Linked DNA regions of Mus musculus: regions 1 and 3 are each linked to region 2. Evidence: chromatin contacts called from public ChIA-PET and promoter capture Hi-C data. All regions are on one chromosome and are shown on one strand. Each heading gives the region's core, a stretch centred on a gene start, on an enhancer-like site or on the middle of the called end of the contact. The rest is flanking DNA. Distances are from core to core; before and after follow the strand shown.

Region 1 (4,801 bases), core at 1,291-3,790, 500 kb after region 2:
CGTGGGGACAGTCATACAGAGGTGGAAGACGGAAGAAGTCTCAGAGGCAAGTGAACTGAGCCCCAGGAGTGAAGGGCAGCCTTGAGGACCCGGGGTCCTCACCTCATGCAAGCTAAGCTGTTTGCCCTCCCGCCTTTTGGAGTCCAGGCGGCCGTAGATGACGCTGTACTTCCGGATCTCCTCTTCCTTCTGGGCGTCATGATCGTCCATCTCAAAGATGTGCCCCACGCTCCGCGCCAGCTTCTTATTCAGCTTCAACAGGGATGCGATCTCTCCAGTGTCACCCCTGGGGAAACTCCGGAAGATCCTCTCCACACTCTCCACCACCATTCGCACCATCTCTGGTTCCAGGCGGTCTGGACCACCCCCTGCACCACCAGCTGCCACCCCCCCAACCCCAGGCCCTTCAGAGACTCCTCCCCCTGCAGGTGGGGAGAAAGGGGGAGACCCGGCCTCCTCTTCTCCCCCTGCTCCAACATCAGATTCTGGAGTGCTCTGGCCTGGCCAGATCCGGGGATCCCCTGCCCCAGGTCCTCCAGGGAGTGGCGACAACTTCTCTCCAAGTTCGAGGGGACTCTTGGGGCTAAAGCTTCGAGCACTGCCCGCCTTTTCTCCTGGGCTGCCGTGCCCATTGCTCATGCTCCCTTTCCGGGTACCAGCTGTCTCAGAGATCTTGAAAAGTGGGATGCTGGAGACGGGCACAGCAGGCACTGGTTGGCTGAAGAGCCCTGGATTGGTGGCCCATTCTCTCAGAGCCTTCTGTAGACGTCGGACATGGAGTGGTTTGGTGGCCATGCCCACGAGTGCCATGATTTCCAGGAACTCCTCCTCGCCAGCCTCACACAGCTGCTGTACATCATCTCCTCCCTGCTGGATGAAGGTCTCGTAGTAAGAGAGGAGGTTGGCGCGTTGCAGGACCCGATACAGCTGTAGCTCACCCAGTGTCCGAGGCAGTGCCATGGCTGGGGCACTTGCCCTGAGGAGAAAGGGCAGGAGAGAGGCAGTGAGTATGAGTGCCCTGCTGGGGTACCAACCCACACTAACAACTGCCCTCTTTCCTGGACAGTGCCCTCCGATCCCCAGGAGCACAGAAGGCCGGTTGCCCGACCTAAGCTATCAGGAAAAACGCTTACCTCGTCTTTTACTTTGATCTTTCTGGTCTGGGCAGCACCATCTTGAGCCCTGAGACTTTTCATAACTTCCCTGAAATGGCTGGACCCACTTCCCTCCCAACTAAGTCCTTACCTCTTCCCCCTAAATACTCAGCAGCCTCAACATTACTTAATGTAACATCCCATATTAAAGTTAACTTAGAATACTAAGAGCTATTGCTGGCAGCTGTACTCCTTGGCCAGGTAGCTGAGAGGGAGGGGTGTGGCCTCTTCCTTGGCATTTAGGGAACCTGGTAGACCCTTGCTCCTGTTCTTCGCTTCCAAGGATTAAAGCACCCTTCCTAGACTCTGTCCCAACTTTCCAAAGGCTGCCCAGTTCCCTTCAGTTACCCCCTCTCCTTTGATTGATCCTTCCTACTATTCAGCAGGCCCCTCTCTTCTGGGAAAGGGGGAGGGAAGCCTTGATTGTTCTGCTCTGGGGCCCTTCTTCCCACACACTCCCACAGTAGCAGCGTCTGTGGGCGAAAACCGCCTGGGGGCTCCCGCCTACTCTCCTCTCGCTTGTTTTCCACCCTTATCTTCGACAAGGGAGTGCGGGAGAGGTTGAAGGTCTCTTGAGGAAGGGGCTGCACCCCTCCTCACCCTGTGAATGGTCATTTCACGGACAAGGGAGGCCTGAAGCACACCCCCTTCAGGCCCGCAGATGCTTAACTCAAAGGAACCACCTTCTCCCGGATGCCTGCTAATGACACACTGAGACAGCTAAGAGCCGCCACCCCTCACACTGTTGACAGATCAAGCTCTGGAGCTTCCCCTGGCTGGGGGGACATTCTTTGCAGGGGGCTCATGTGCCAGGTTATGCCCACTGAGTAAACCTGGAGTGGAAAACGAGGCAGTACTCTATCGTATCCAGGTTCATCGGGTCTTTGTTTGCTTCCAGGATCCCCTATTTCGAATACTCACCCCCTTTTCCATCAGTCTCCACCTCCCACCTCCGTCCCGCTTCCCCACGTCCTCTTTTCGACCTCCACCCTTTAGACCCCATTCCGGAGTCCAACTCCACCCATCTCCACTCCCTGCCACCTCCTTTTGCCCACTAACTTGAATCTGGGTTGCGGGGTCCGGCGTGTGTTATCCCCTCTGCCAGGTGGCTGTTCCGCTGTGGGAGAGGGAGCTCTGTGCATGGACGGCCAGAGATCACCAGTGCCTCCCCTCTCGGTGCCCGGCGCCTGCTGCGCGCTGCTCTTTGCCTGGCGCGCGCGGCCCGGGTCCACCGCTGTCCAGGCTCCGTCCCTCCCTCCACGTCTTCTCTCTCGGAGCCTCCGCGCCTCTGTCTGTGCCTCTGCCCCCACCTCCCCGGCTGCGCTTGCCGCCTCTCCGCGCCTCCTCCCCCGCAGGACGCACAGGGAGCGAGGCCCGGCGCTGCGCTGGCTGCCGGGCTGGCGGGAGGAGGGCGTGGGCAGAACCGGGGGCTGGGACCGGAGGCGGTGGGTGGGAGCCCAGGCCTGAGCCTTGGAGAGGCTGCTGTGGAGACTGAGAGGAGGAGACTTGGGGGAAGGGGGGGGGGGGGAGGTGTGGAGGCGGAGCGGGGACTCAGGAATCGGGCGCTGAGTTGGGGACCGAGGTGACCGAGGCCGAGCTGTGGAAGGGGGAGCTTGGGGACCCAACGGGCGGGGCAGGTCGCTCCTTGCCGCCCACGCCGGATGCACAGCCGGCCCTCTCTGCGCCCACGTACCCACGTGAGCGCCCCGCCGGCTACATTCCTACTCCCTGCACCACTCCTACTCCTGTGAGCCGAGAGCGCAGTTTCACAACCACGCACAAGTATACAAAGACACGCGCACGTACGTGCACACGCGTCCAAACAACGACGCGGACGCCCGTTGGCCGCACTCTGGCCGCGCCGAGCCGTTAGTTTGAATGTTAGAAGTGATGGGGGAAAAGTTAGCGAAGGGTCGGGGTGTGCTGTTCCTCCTGCTCGGCTCCCCTAGGATGTATCCTTAGGGTAAACCTGTTAGCGCGGGGCTGCGCAGGAATCCCTTCGGTATCTTAACACCGTTCTCTGGCCTAAAGGTTGTAATATGAAGAGGCGGCTCTCAAACCTTGGTCGTAAGTTATACTAGAATCTACTATTTACTTGAGCGTTGGTTAGGCACGTCGGGGTTGCTAGGTAGAGCCCGGATGGGTTTACCATGTTTTCGTGGCACCCTCTTTTCTGATGGCCAGGCCTTACTGCTTGGACGACTAGATAGCAAAGCCAGGAAAAGGCAGGTACCTTCTCTGAGGTCATGAGTTATTGAACCTCTCTGGACAGTGAAGTGGAAGCTGAGCAAAAGGCTAAGAGTAGTCTACGTGACTGTCCACCGTGGAGGACCGCCTTCAAGGAGCCCAACCCCCTCGGTTTCTTCTAGTCCCATCTGGTTCCCATTACACGCCCACGGCTAGGAGGGTTGGGGGGGGGGTATTGGGCACGCGGGGGTTGTGTAGGCCTTTGGGGAAAGGGAGGGTGGGGGTGGAAAGCGTGGCCGACTGGCCAGAGGAAACGTCCCTCTAGTTTGAAACCTCGGCTCCGCCCCTCTGCTCAGCACTTGTGAGTGGCTTGCCCCAGCAGGGCGTGGGTGGTGTGGGTCGGGGCGGGTTCTACATTCCAGATTCATTCCAGACTGACGAGGAGGGGGATCTCTTGGTTTCCCGAAGAGGGATGGGTACTTTAGGAGGAACGATTTCAATAGCTCAGGTTTTTGTCTTCCAAACATACTAGGGATTGTAGGAAGGTGCAGGGTCCTTCTCCCGACCCTTTGCTACTAAGGAGGGCGCGACTAGACGGCCTTTCCTTCAATGTGTGCGGCGCCCCTCCCCCACTCCCCCGTCCGGTTATTTTGGAGTCTGGGCTGCCAGCCGCTGGCCCCGGGTTTCCTCGTGCCCCCGCCCTCCCCCCTGCCCACGCTCCCCGTGACGCACATCCTTCGCCCACACTGCCTTTGCTCCGGGCGCCCCCCTCCCTCCCACAGGTCCCTTTAGGGTGGCGCTAAGTCCTGGGGTCTGGAGAGAGGGAGGGCAGCTAGTGCCGCGGTAGGGGGTGGGGAAGCTTGGGGCGTGAAGCCGGGGAGCCGGAACTTACTGTGTGCCTGGTCCTGGTCCAGGAAAGAAGACGATGGAGAGACGCCGAATCTGAGGCCTTGGCTCCCGTGTTTGGGACCAGGAGGGAAGGAGAGAAGATAGATTTCGCTGAGACACTTGCCCGGGTCCCTTTGTGGGTCAGAATGGGTCCCGATGAGAACCTGAGTGTGAGAGTGAAACTACGGAGTATCATTTGTAGCTTTGTTCCTCAAGACTTGCCATGAGATTTAAGTAGAGCGCCTGTGTGGAAATTGTTAATTGTAGCTAGTCAGATCGAAGACTATTGACAGCATTTTGAGTTTATGTGTTTGTTTCTTTATATCTACTGTGTATCTGTGTCTGTGGATTGTATCCGAGTCCTTGTGTGTGTATTTTAAAATACATACATTAGGGGAAAAAAAATACAAAAAAGCAGCATTGACTTGTCAGGCCCCAGCAGAGGCCCAGAGCGCCCCCGCAGCCCGCAGCCAGAGCAGCTGAGAAGTCTGTTCTTCGCTTTCCTCCCACGGCTACCACCCCCACACACCCGCCTACTCTCTTCCGTTGAGAACAAGGAATTTCCAGCCTTT
Region 2 (4,639 bases), core at 682-3,181:
CTCAAATATCTCAGCCAATTGAGGAGCCTCTTCATCCAAACCACCACATCCTAACACACGGACACATGTACGCACATGTATGAAGAACATATGTGTGTGTGTGTGTGTGCTTCACAAGATATTTCCATGCGTAGGGAAACAATATATGAAAAATCTCAAAATACCATTCTCTCAATGAGGTTAATCTTCAACACTTGTGCGTGTGTCTGCATGTGTGTGCTGTGTGTGTGAGAGAGAGAGAGAGAGAAGAGAGAGAGAGGGGGAGAGAGAGAGAGAGAGAGAGCCTGAGGAGACCAGAAGAGGGCACAAAGTCTCCTAGTGCGCAGTTATGAGCCACTCAACATGGGTGCTTCGAATCAAACTTGGGTCCTCTAGAAGAGGGAGAAAAGCTCTTAACCACTAAGCCATATCCCCCAACCCAACTGTTGGCTTTCTGACAGGGTCTCACTTACTTAGACCAGACCAAACCTGCTAACTCCTCAGCTCCTGACTCCACGGTGTTAAGAAAGGCATGCGCCACGTCGGTTTTGATTCTACCAGTCAAGAATAAGATGACTGCCACAATTTTTGAACAAAATTTGAAGCAAGCTTTAATACTAGCCAGGATGATGGACTCTGGCCAGTCCACTCCAGGGTTCCTAGAAAATGGCCACCAGCTACAATGGCCAGGTGATTATAAAGGGCTAACTCACAGGCTATGCCTTGGTCAGATGGAAGCAAGCATACATCCTGACATACTTCCTCCTACCTACCTCTCAACTCCCTGTGATCCCCTAGAAAAGTGAACGCATGTGGCTTGCTATCTGATACGGGTAACAGCTTCCAGAGAATCGTGGCGTATCTGTCCTCGGGCAGGGAGTTGACCGGTTACAAAGATCATTTTGATTCACGGAGTTCTTGGGCACAGTAATAAAAACCTAACTTTGCATTCTACACCCGATGTCTATCAAGTGTTTTGTAAATAAATTTATTCCTATTTACAATAATATTCTATCTACATGTGGGTCTGTGAAGGGGTATCCAGACGCCCGGGAACTGGAATTATTGTTGTAAGCTGCCATGTGGGTGCTGGGAATTGAACCCAGGTCCTTTGGAAGACCAGCCAGTGCTCTTAACTGCTGAGCCATCTCTCCAGTAAGTGTTTTATATAGACAGGTTTACTAATATTTCCCTTCGCCTCTTGCTTAGGGGATCTCTTCCGACTGTAAAGGAAAAAAAGCCCTTGATTTATTTTAAAGGTTTTGTAATTCTACTTTTAGCATTTGATCTGAAACTTCTGGTTTAAGGGTGGGTTTTCCCTCTTCTCCCCAACACACACACACAGTTCATTCAATATTGCTTATCTACAGCCCCAACCCCCAGACACATTTTTCATTATGTTTTACCTATTTTTCTATTCAATTTTGATCCTTCTGAGAACCACAGGACTTTGTTTCTGGTCAGTGTCGGGAATCAAGCCACCTATGGCCTACTTCACTGTCCATCTGGCCACTTTCTGCGGTTCCTCTTCAAGTCTGTACCAAGAAGCAGTTAGGGGAAGTAGGCCGGCCATTGAGTAACGGCTTGCCTCGGTTGATGGCTGGAATTCGGAGCCAAGAGGTCAGAGAGAGGCCGCTGTCTTTGTTGCTCGTGAGGCAGTGTTCACCTCCAGGGCTGGCTGGTTTTATTTATTTCATCTTCCCCATCCAAGTGTTCCTTGAAATGAGGTTAGACCGCATACTGAACCCAATCGCCCTTCCTGGGGCTACACTGTGAACGAGTGGGGAAATGGCGGGGACCGGGAACTGGCATCTTAGACACCGCGGTTTGGGGACGAAGGGATGTGAAAAGGGGGGACCTTCCCGGGAGGGCTCATCGCCTAAGCAATCTTCTCCGCGTCCGCCAGACGGCGCCGCGGAGCTCGCCATCCCCGCTCAGAGCCCGAGCCTGTGCCGCAGCCAGCCCGGGAGCGGCGCTGCGCTGCGGTGTGAGAGCCGGGCGGAGGCCTGAGCCCTCGGCTGCCTGGGAGCGCGACGCGGTGCCAGGGCTTCCCCGCTTTGTCGCTGGGGCTGGGGCGCGGCGGATTTACGATCCAGTTCACCCCGGCAGGAAACGTTCAGAACCACCCCCGCGCTGCGGTCTACAAAGCCCCGGAGTCCGCAGGCGGGAGGAGTCGGATCCCCGACACTGTCGGGCTCCCTCCCGCCCAGCTCCCGCATCAGGCCGTCGCCGGCCTCATGAGGACCCCCCGGCCGGGGCGGAGAACCGGGCACTGCCCGGACCGCGATCCTGCCGCGGCCTTAGAACGTTAGACAGGTCAGTGCGCTGGCACGCCCGGCGGCCGAGGTGTGGGCAGGAGCGGCGTCCTCCTGGCCTCGCGCATCGTGCCCGTGGCTCAACGAGGCCACCCGAGGGTCACCGAGGCCGGGCACCCGCGAGCGCGGGCGCGACACCGTGCCTTCCCTGACCCGCCAGGTGCAGTACAGCCGCCCCTCCGCAGCACCCTGGCCCGGCTGCTGCCCGTGGGGTGGGGGTGGGGTCCCCGAGGGCTGCGCACCCAAGATACTGCATGTCACCACGGCAAGCCTTGGGTGTATGCGGAAGCCCAGAGGCGAGAGAGAGGCGGAAGAAAGGAGGCCGGGAGACCTTTGGCGTGAGCATGAGGGAAGGGGTGCGCGCCGTGCGGAGCGGAGATGGCTGGCCTTGGGTACCTGCGCGAGCCTCGGAGGCGGCGGGGTCCAGAGTCCCGGCCCTCACGTTCTCTGAGAGCCTGGTCACCTCTCACCCTCCCCCATATCAGGATGCGGCTAGACCGCCGGGCCCTCTATGCGCTAGTCTTGCTGCTCGCCTGCGCCTCGCTGGGTCTCCTGTACTCCAGCACCCGAAACGCGCCAAGTCTCCCGAACCCTCTGGCATTGTGGTCGCCCCCACAAGGTCCCCCGAGACTCGATCTGCTAGACCTTGCCCCTGAGCCTCGCTACGCACACATCCCGGTCAGGATCAAGGAGCAAGTGGTGGGGTGAGTGCGGACCGCGGCGTGGCGGCGGCGACAGCGCAGAACATGCTGGAGGGGGTGGCCGGGGAGCTTTTGTTTCCTCCAGTGCTAGACTCGGACGCTGCTTACTGCTGACTGGTTGGGTGCAGTTATCAGGGAGGTGGAGAGGGCTACCGAAGCTTGAACTGGGGGGGAGACAGGGGCGCGGCAAATCTATCCTCCTCAACCTTGTCGCCGCCACTGGAGTGTGGGAGGATGTACAGGCAAAAGAGCACCCGGAGACTGCCTGCTGTCTTGATTTAGACTTGAGATTCCAGAAGGGTTCCTGGATGGCGGCTACGTAGACATCCTAGTAATTGGCCCTAGTTCGCACCTCTGTAACGCACAGATTTAAGGGATAAGCTGTCTCTCACCTGTGGGCAGAGTTGAGGGATCAAAGTGTGCAGCGCTGTGCGTTTTGTGAGATAAATGGAGCTTAGGTACCTACCTGGACTCTGAAGCCGCTTCTCCTCCCTTTAGGCTGCTGGCTCAGAACAACTGCAGTTGTGAATCCAAGGGAGGAAGCCTTCCCTTGCCCTTTCTGAGACAGGTTCGGGCGGTTGACCTCACTAAAGCCTTTGACGCTGAGGAGCTGAGGGCTGTTTCTGTCGCCAGGGAGCAGGAATACCAGGCCTTCCTTGCAAGGTACCAGTGAGAGAGGAGGATCCAGCTCTTCCCAGGGAGGCCAGTGGTGTCGTAGTGACCCCGTTGGAAGAAAGAGCTCCTCTCCTACTGACTCCTTTATCACCTCTACACTACAGGAGCCGGTCCCTGGCTGACCAGCTGCTGATAGCTCCCGCCAACTCCCCCTTACAGTACCCCCTGCAGGGTGTGGAGGTTCAGCCCCTCAGGAGCATCCTGGTGCCAGGTAAAGAAGGAAGGTCTCAGGGGTTAAGTCAGGTCGTGAGGGTGGCGGAGCTACAGGCTAGCAGGTGGAGATCTCTGACAAAGAGATATGGAGGCAGAGGGACTCTAAGGTCGTCAGGTATTGCAGGAATACCTGGGAGGCTTATGAGTAAATATCCCTTCTTTGATAGCTAGCTAGTCAGGACAAGCCACGGAAGAAATGCCTTTTTTTTTTTTTTGATGGGAAGGAGTTAAGAAGCAGTCACTTGAGTTCTGTGGGTTGTGCACAGTCCTGCTGAGGCCTCCACGGGAGAGTCAGACATAAAGTTCTGTATGGCACGTGGTGGCAGGGGGAGAGAAAATGAGGAAGAATTCAAGACTGTCTGTGAAATTCTGGCTTCCTCATTCTACCTCCCAGGGCTAAGTCTGCAGGAAGCTTCTGTCCAGGAGATATACCAGGTGAGAGAAACCGGTAAAGAGGTGGGCTTGGAGAATGAAGAATTCTTGATGGGTTACAGAGCCCCACTCCACACCCACACCCACACCCAGGCATGCAGGGTTGAAAAGGCAAGAGGCGGGTCAGGGACCTAAGGCTGCTGTCTCTCACCCTCTTCCAGGTGAACCTGAGTGCTTCTCTAGGCACCTGGGACGTGGCAGGGGAAGTAACAGGAGTGACTCTCACGGGAGAGGGGCAACCGGATCTCACCCTTGCCAGCCCAGTTCTGGATAAACTCAACCGGCAGCTGCAACTGGTGACTTACAGCAGCCGGAGCTACCAGG
Region 3 (4,801 bases), core at 626-3,125, 310 kb after region 2:
GGCAGGAAACAAGCTAGCTCACTCTCAAAATAACTGTGCAAAGGGCCTTTGGAGCTAAAGCGACTGGGATAGCATTTTCTATTTGGTTTTGGTGGGATAATGATGAAAAGAAGGAAATCAAAACTACTATGATTTACTCACCAGTATATATACCAAAATCTTGGTGATTGTTGTCATGTGATTCCCCCTGTAGTAGTTGCTGGGATGAAACTAAAATGAAGGAAATTGCTGAGCCTTGCATGCTTTTAGTAAGAAGCAGTAAGTGCTCTGGAGAGGGGCTAAGGGGATGGTTCCGTCTGTACAGTGACTGTGCAGTCATGGAGATCTGACTGTAGAACCCCACACCTTTGCAAGAACTGGCCATGACAACACACCTGTAGCCCGTCCTAGGAGTGGGCTGGAGACAGGCAGAGCGGCCATGGGGCTTATTGGCCAGCAGTCTAATGGAGTGCATTAGTTATCCAGGTTTGCTGAGAGCCATTGTCTCAGAAAATGAGGCAGAAGGTGGGGAGATGATCAGTGAGGAAAGACATCAGCCACCAAGCCTGAGAGCCCGATCCCAGGATTCACATGGTAGGAGAGAGGCACCCACACCTCAAGGTGTCCTCTGACCTACACACACACGGATACATGGACACACGGACACACGGACACAAAATAATTGAGTAAAATGTAATGAAAACATTTCAAAAATACTAGAACCTGATCAAGAAAACTACACATGTACTGCACACATGTTCATACATACCCACATGCATGCACACATACACACACACATGTACACACAAACACAAAACTCTATACAACTCACAAGAACAACAAAGAAAAATCAAAATTTGATTCCCAGCATCCGCACGTGTTGGCTCACAGCTGCCTACTCCAGGAGATCCTCTCTTGTTGGCCTTGGACGTCTGTACACGCACAGACAGGAGCACAGATACACAAAAATGAATCTTTAGGGGCTGGAGAGATGATTCAGCACTTAGGAGCACTGGTTGCTCTAGTAGAGGACCTGAATTCAGTTCCCAGCACCCCGATGGCTGCATATGACCATCCTTAGCTACAGTTCCAGGGGATCTGATGCCCTCTTTGGGCTTTGTGGACACCAGGCTCATATGTTGTATACATACATTTATACAACCAAAACATTTTATACACACTTAAGTACGTATCTTTTTAAAGGCAAGATAAAAGTTTTCAGGTCGACAATGAGGCATACTGCCATTTCTAATCACAGGCAATCTTTTTTTGAGATAGGGTTTCTGTTTATAGCCCTGGCTGTCCTGGAACTTTCTCTATAGACCAAGTTATCCTCAAACTCAGAGAGCCACCTGCCTTGACCTCCTGGGTGCTGGGGTTAAAGGCATACACAACCAATACCCAGTGCAGACAATGCTTTTAATGTTGGGATAAGCCTGCATTCTACAACAAACGAGCAGAAGAACCCCTTTCTCAGTAGCTCTGTGCCTTACTCAAGGCAGTAAGGCCGTAAGTTAAGTGCGGTCAAGCCCCTGTCCCTTTCTACCAAGTCCCAAGCATATTTGATCTTCCTGACATCAGTCCTTAGCAACTGTGGCATCTGTTGTTCTCAGAAACCAAGATAAAATTTCCACAAAACAATTTGGACAGTCAGACTGCTCACTGTAATCTTCCGACCCCTGGAAAGATACCACAAGTAGTTCCTCTGCTGGCTTAGATGCATGCTGTTTGGAAGGTCTGTGGGATTTATCCATGTCACTGGCTACTCCCACTTTCTACCAACAGTTAACTTCTAGGAGTCCTCTCATTTTAAGAAGTCCCAGAAGTTGCTGCCACCCTTCTGTTCCCCCCCACCCCCATTTCCTGCATGTGTGAGGTCCCTGCGGGGTGTGGAAAAGAAACCACAGTCAGTCTTAGTACTGTGTATGTCGCTTCCCATTTGCCTCGGGTCACTGTGTTGAAGTAGCTGCCAGTGCGCTGTCTCTCAGATTTGCCTCTGTGCTCTTTGTTACTGCACTGGACCTTGTTCTGTCGCTCCCATCAGATCTTAGTTGGCCAACCAGCAAACATGAAGTCAGTGTTCACACCCCTTCCCCTCTTCTTTAATAGCAAGAGAATAAAAAAGGAACTCTCTCTCTCTCTCTCTTGGCCCTTCTGCTGAATTGGGGGGCTGGGGGGGAGGTCCTCTGACCACTGTGGTTTCTGCAGGGGAAACCGGGAAGGGCTGAGCCGTACCTCAAGCAGCCGACAGAGCAGCACAGACAGCGAGCTCAAGTCCCTGGAGCCACGGCCTTGGAGCAGCACAGACTCAGATGGCTCTGTCCGCAGCATGCGACCTCCTGTCACCAAAGCCAGCAGCTTCAGTGGAATCTCCATCCTCACCCGAGGCGACAGCATTGGCAGCAGTAAAGGCGGCAGTGCAGGCAGGCTCTCCAGGCCAGGTACCACAGCGGCTCACCTTTCATGTCACACCCTCCCTTCTTGCTTGTCTTTTGCAAAGTATCTAGTAACAACTGTAGGTGAAACATCTGGTGCACTGTAGTCACTTGGAAACTTAGCAGCATTACCAGAAGACAGGAAATCTGACTTCCTGGATCCCATTTTTTTTTAAATCTGTCCATCTGTCTGTCTGTTAGGTTTTTGTGGGTTGGTTGTTTGTTTGAGACAGGGTTTCTCTATGAAGCCCTGCCTATCCTGGAACTCACTCTGTAAACCTGTTGTCCTGAGTGCTGGGGTTAGAGGCATAAGCCACCATGCTTGATGCCATTACTCATTCTTTTTTCTTTTTCTTTCTTCTTTCTTTTTTTTTTTTTTTTTTTTTTTAATGTATATGAGTACACCATTACTCTCTTCAGACACACCAGAAGAGGGCATCAGATCCCATTACAGATGGTTGTGAGCCACCATGTGGTTGCTGGGAATTGAATTCAGGATCTCTAGAAGAGCAGCTGGTGCTCTTAACCACCTAACCATTTCTCCAGCCCGCCATTACTCATTCTTAAATCTAGTTGCTTCTTTGATTTTTTTCTTTCAGACTTTGGAGGTTTTTTGTTTGTTTGTTTGTTTGGTTTGTTTTGTTTTTTGTTTTGGGGGGTTTTTGGAAGGAAAAAAGGAAGGAAGGAAGGTTAGTTGGAGTTTAGTTATTTTGTGTATTTTCTGACATAGATTTTAGCCCAGAGCAAGGTTACATGGTAAGATGTACTTTGATTCTGTGCCCCATGGAAAGAGAAAGTGTAACAGTTTATAACCAATCAGCAGTAGCTAGCATGCCAGAACTTACTGGACACATCCTGCTACCCCTGCTTTTTTGGAATGTAGTCGCTAGGAAGAAGTGGAGCTTCAGGGTGAGAATGACAGCCTGTCGCCACCGCTCAGTGCGCCGGGTTGCCCTCTGTGCCTGCTGTGGTCTTACCATGTGACTTCGGCAACCTCGACATCATTGCCCCTGAAAGAAAGTCATGAGTCCCACACCACAAGAACTATAGGTCTCACCTCCAGCAGGCACCCGTCGTGGTGAAGCCTTTTGCTTCTGTTAGATTTCTCTGCCCATCTCTGTTATCCCCTTTTCTAATACCACTGCCTCTGCTTTAACTAGGCCCTCATTTTATTAAATTATGATATTAGCTCCATGACTATCTCTCCGCTCTGTTCTAAGCCATTTTCAGAGCAAATTTACTAATCTAAAACACAGATGTAATCACTTTCAGTCCCCTCCTAAAACTGTTCATGTTAGAGCCGAGTAGATAACTCAGAAGGTAAAACTCCCACTGTGTAAGCAATGATCACCTGAGTTTCCTCTCCAGCATCTGTAAGAGCATGCTCTTAACTTTTTCTTTTTCTTTTCTTTTTTTCCTCCAATAATTTAATTTTATATTCACTTTATATCCCGATTGCAGCCCCCCTCCTTCCAGTCCCACCTTTATAAGTCCTTTCCCCCATTGCCCCTCCCCTTTTCCTCGGGGAGTGCCCCTTGGGTATCACCCCATCCTAGGACATCTAGCTGCAGCAGGACTAGGCACATCCTCTCCCACTGAGGCCCAACCAGGCAGTTTAGTTAGAGAAAAGGGATCTAATGGCAGGGAACAGAGTCAGAAACAGCCCCTGTTCCAGTTGTGAGGAGAAACCACACGAACACCAATCTGCACATTGCTACAAATATGTAGGTGGTCTCGGTCCAGCTCCTGCATGCTTTCTGGGCCCAGATTAGTTGATCCTGTAGGTCTTCTTGTGATGTCTTTGACCCTTCTGGCTTGTTCAATTCTATCCTCAACTCTAGAGTCCCCAAGCTCTGCCTGATGTTTGACTGTAGGCTTCTGTACCTGTTCCATCTGCTGCTGGATGAAGCCTCTCAGGAGACAGCTATGCTAGGCTCCTGTCTGCAGACAGAGTAGAGTGTCATTAATAGTGTCAGGGGTTGGCTCTCTTATACGGGAAGAGTCTCAAGTCGGGGTATTCATTGGTTGACTATCCCTGCACATCTTGTTAGGCAAGACAAGTTTTGGGTTGAAGGTTTTGTGGGTGAATTAATGTCCCCCTCACTCCTCTGGAAGTCCCACCTGGCTCTGGTAGGAATCTCAGCTAGGATTACCCCTATAGGCTCCCCATACTCCCCTCCCAGAGATGCCCCCCACTGATTTCCATTCTCACTCCCAGCCCTGGCTGTGCTCCCTCCCCGTAACTGATTGCCATCCCTGTTCCCCTCCTCATTCCCTCTCCTACTCAGTTCCTTCTCTCCATCCACCTCTCCTGAGTGAGATTCTTGCATCCTCCCTCAAGATCTCCTTATTACTTAGTTTCTTTGAGTCTATGGAATGTAGCATGG

What was found. Promoter capture Hi-C pulls out the DNA fragments that hold promoters and counts their contacts. ChIA-PET counts read pairs in DNA pulled down with a chosen protein or histone mark.
Region 1: a contact with region 2 is called in a promoter capture Hi-C map of embryonic stem cells, with 5 times the contacts expected there. The contact joins the promoter of Nab2 here to the promoter of B4galnt1 in region 2. A contact is called at or near these places in 10 of 39 promoter capture datasets (the C10 cell line, cranial neural crest, embryonic stem cells and 4 more), 7 of 484 Hi-C or Micro-C datasets (CD8 T cells, embryonic stem cells and stem cell-derived epiblast-like cells), 4 of 115 datasets of contacts at active chromatin or transcription factors (effector CD8 T cells, embryonic stem cells, memory CD8 T cells and 1 more) and 2 of 9 other capture datasets (adipose tissue and liver).
Region 3: a contact with region 2 is called in an RNA polymerase II ChIA-PET map of memory CD8 T cells, with 30 read pairs. The contact joins the enhancer-like site here to the promoter of B4galnt1 in region 2. A contact is called at or near these places in 1 of 484 Hi-C or Micro-C datasets (embryonic stem cells), 2 of 115 datasets of contacts at active chromatin or transcription factors (bone marrow-derived macrophages and memory CD8 T cells) and 1 of 9 other capture datasets (pancreatic islet).

Annotation. Positions count from the first base shown.
Region 1 is chr10:127,664,163-127,668,963 of GRCm38.p6, forward strand. It overlaps Nab2 (Ngfi-A binding protein 2), which reads right to left and starts at 2,541. Exons shown (of 7, transcript NM_008668.2): 1 at 2,214-2,541; 2 at 103-976. The coding sequence starts at 2,296. It overlaps 1700012D01Rik (RIKEN cDNA 1700012D01 gene), which reads left to right and starts at 2,961. Exons shown (of 2, transcript NR_045171.1): 1 at 2,961-3,221; 2 at 4,256-4,689.
Region 2 is chr10:127,163,225-127,167,863 of GRCm38.p6, forward strand. B4galnt1 (beta-1,4-N-acetyl-galactosaminyl transferase 1) reads left to right here and starts at 1,932. Exons shown (of 11, transcript NM_008080.5): 1 at 1,932-2,295; 2 at 2,780-2,998; 3 at 3,494-3,658; 4 at 3,775-3,881; 5 at 4,278-4,318; 6 at 4,477-4,639. The coding sequence starts at 2,781. Gm51819 (a long non-coding RNA gene) reads left to right here. Exons shown (of 3, transcript XR_003949045.1): 3 at 441-459.
Region 3 is chr10:127,469,581-127,474,381 of GRCm38.p6, forward strand. It overlaps R3hdm2 (R3H domain containing 2), which reads left to right. Exons shown (of 26, transcript NM_001168292.1): 14 at 2,188-2,420. Among named protein-coding and RNA genes, the nearest start is that of Stac3, 30 kb to the right of the region's middle. Within about 2 kb of position 1,876, at least 58 of the 459 cell types and tissues checked have an H3K27ac peak or open chromatin away from gene starts, as enhancers often do. A contact at or near this core is called in bone marrow-derived macrophages and memory CD8 T cells, where this site is marked.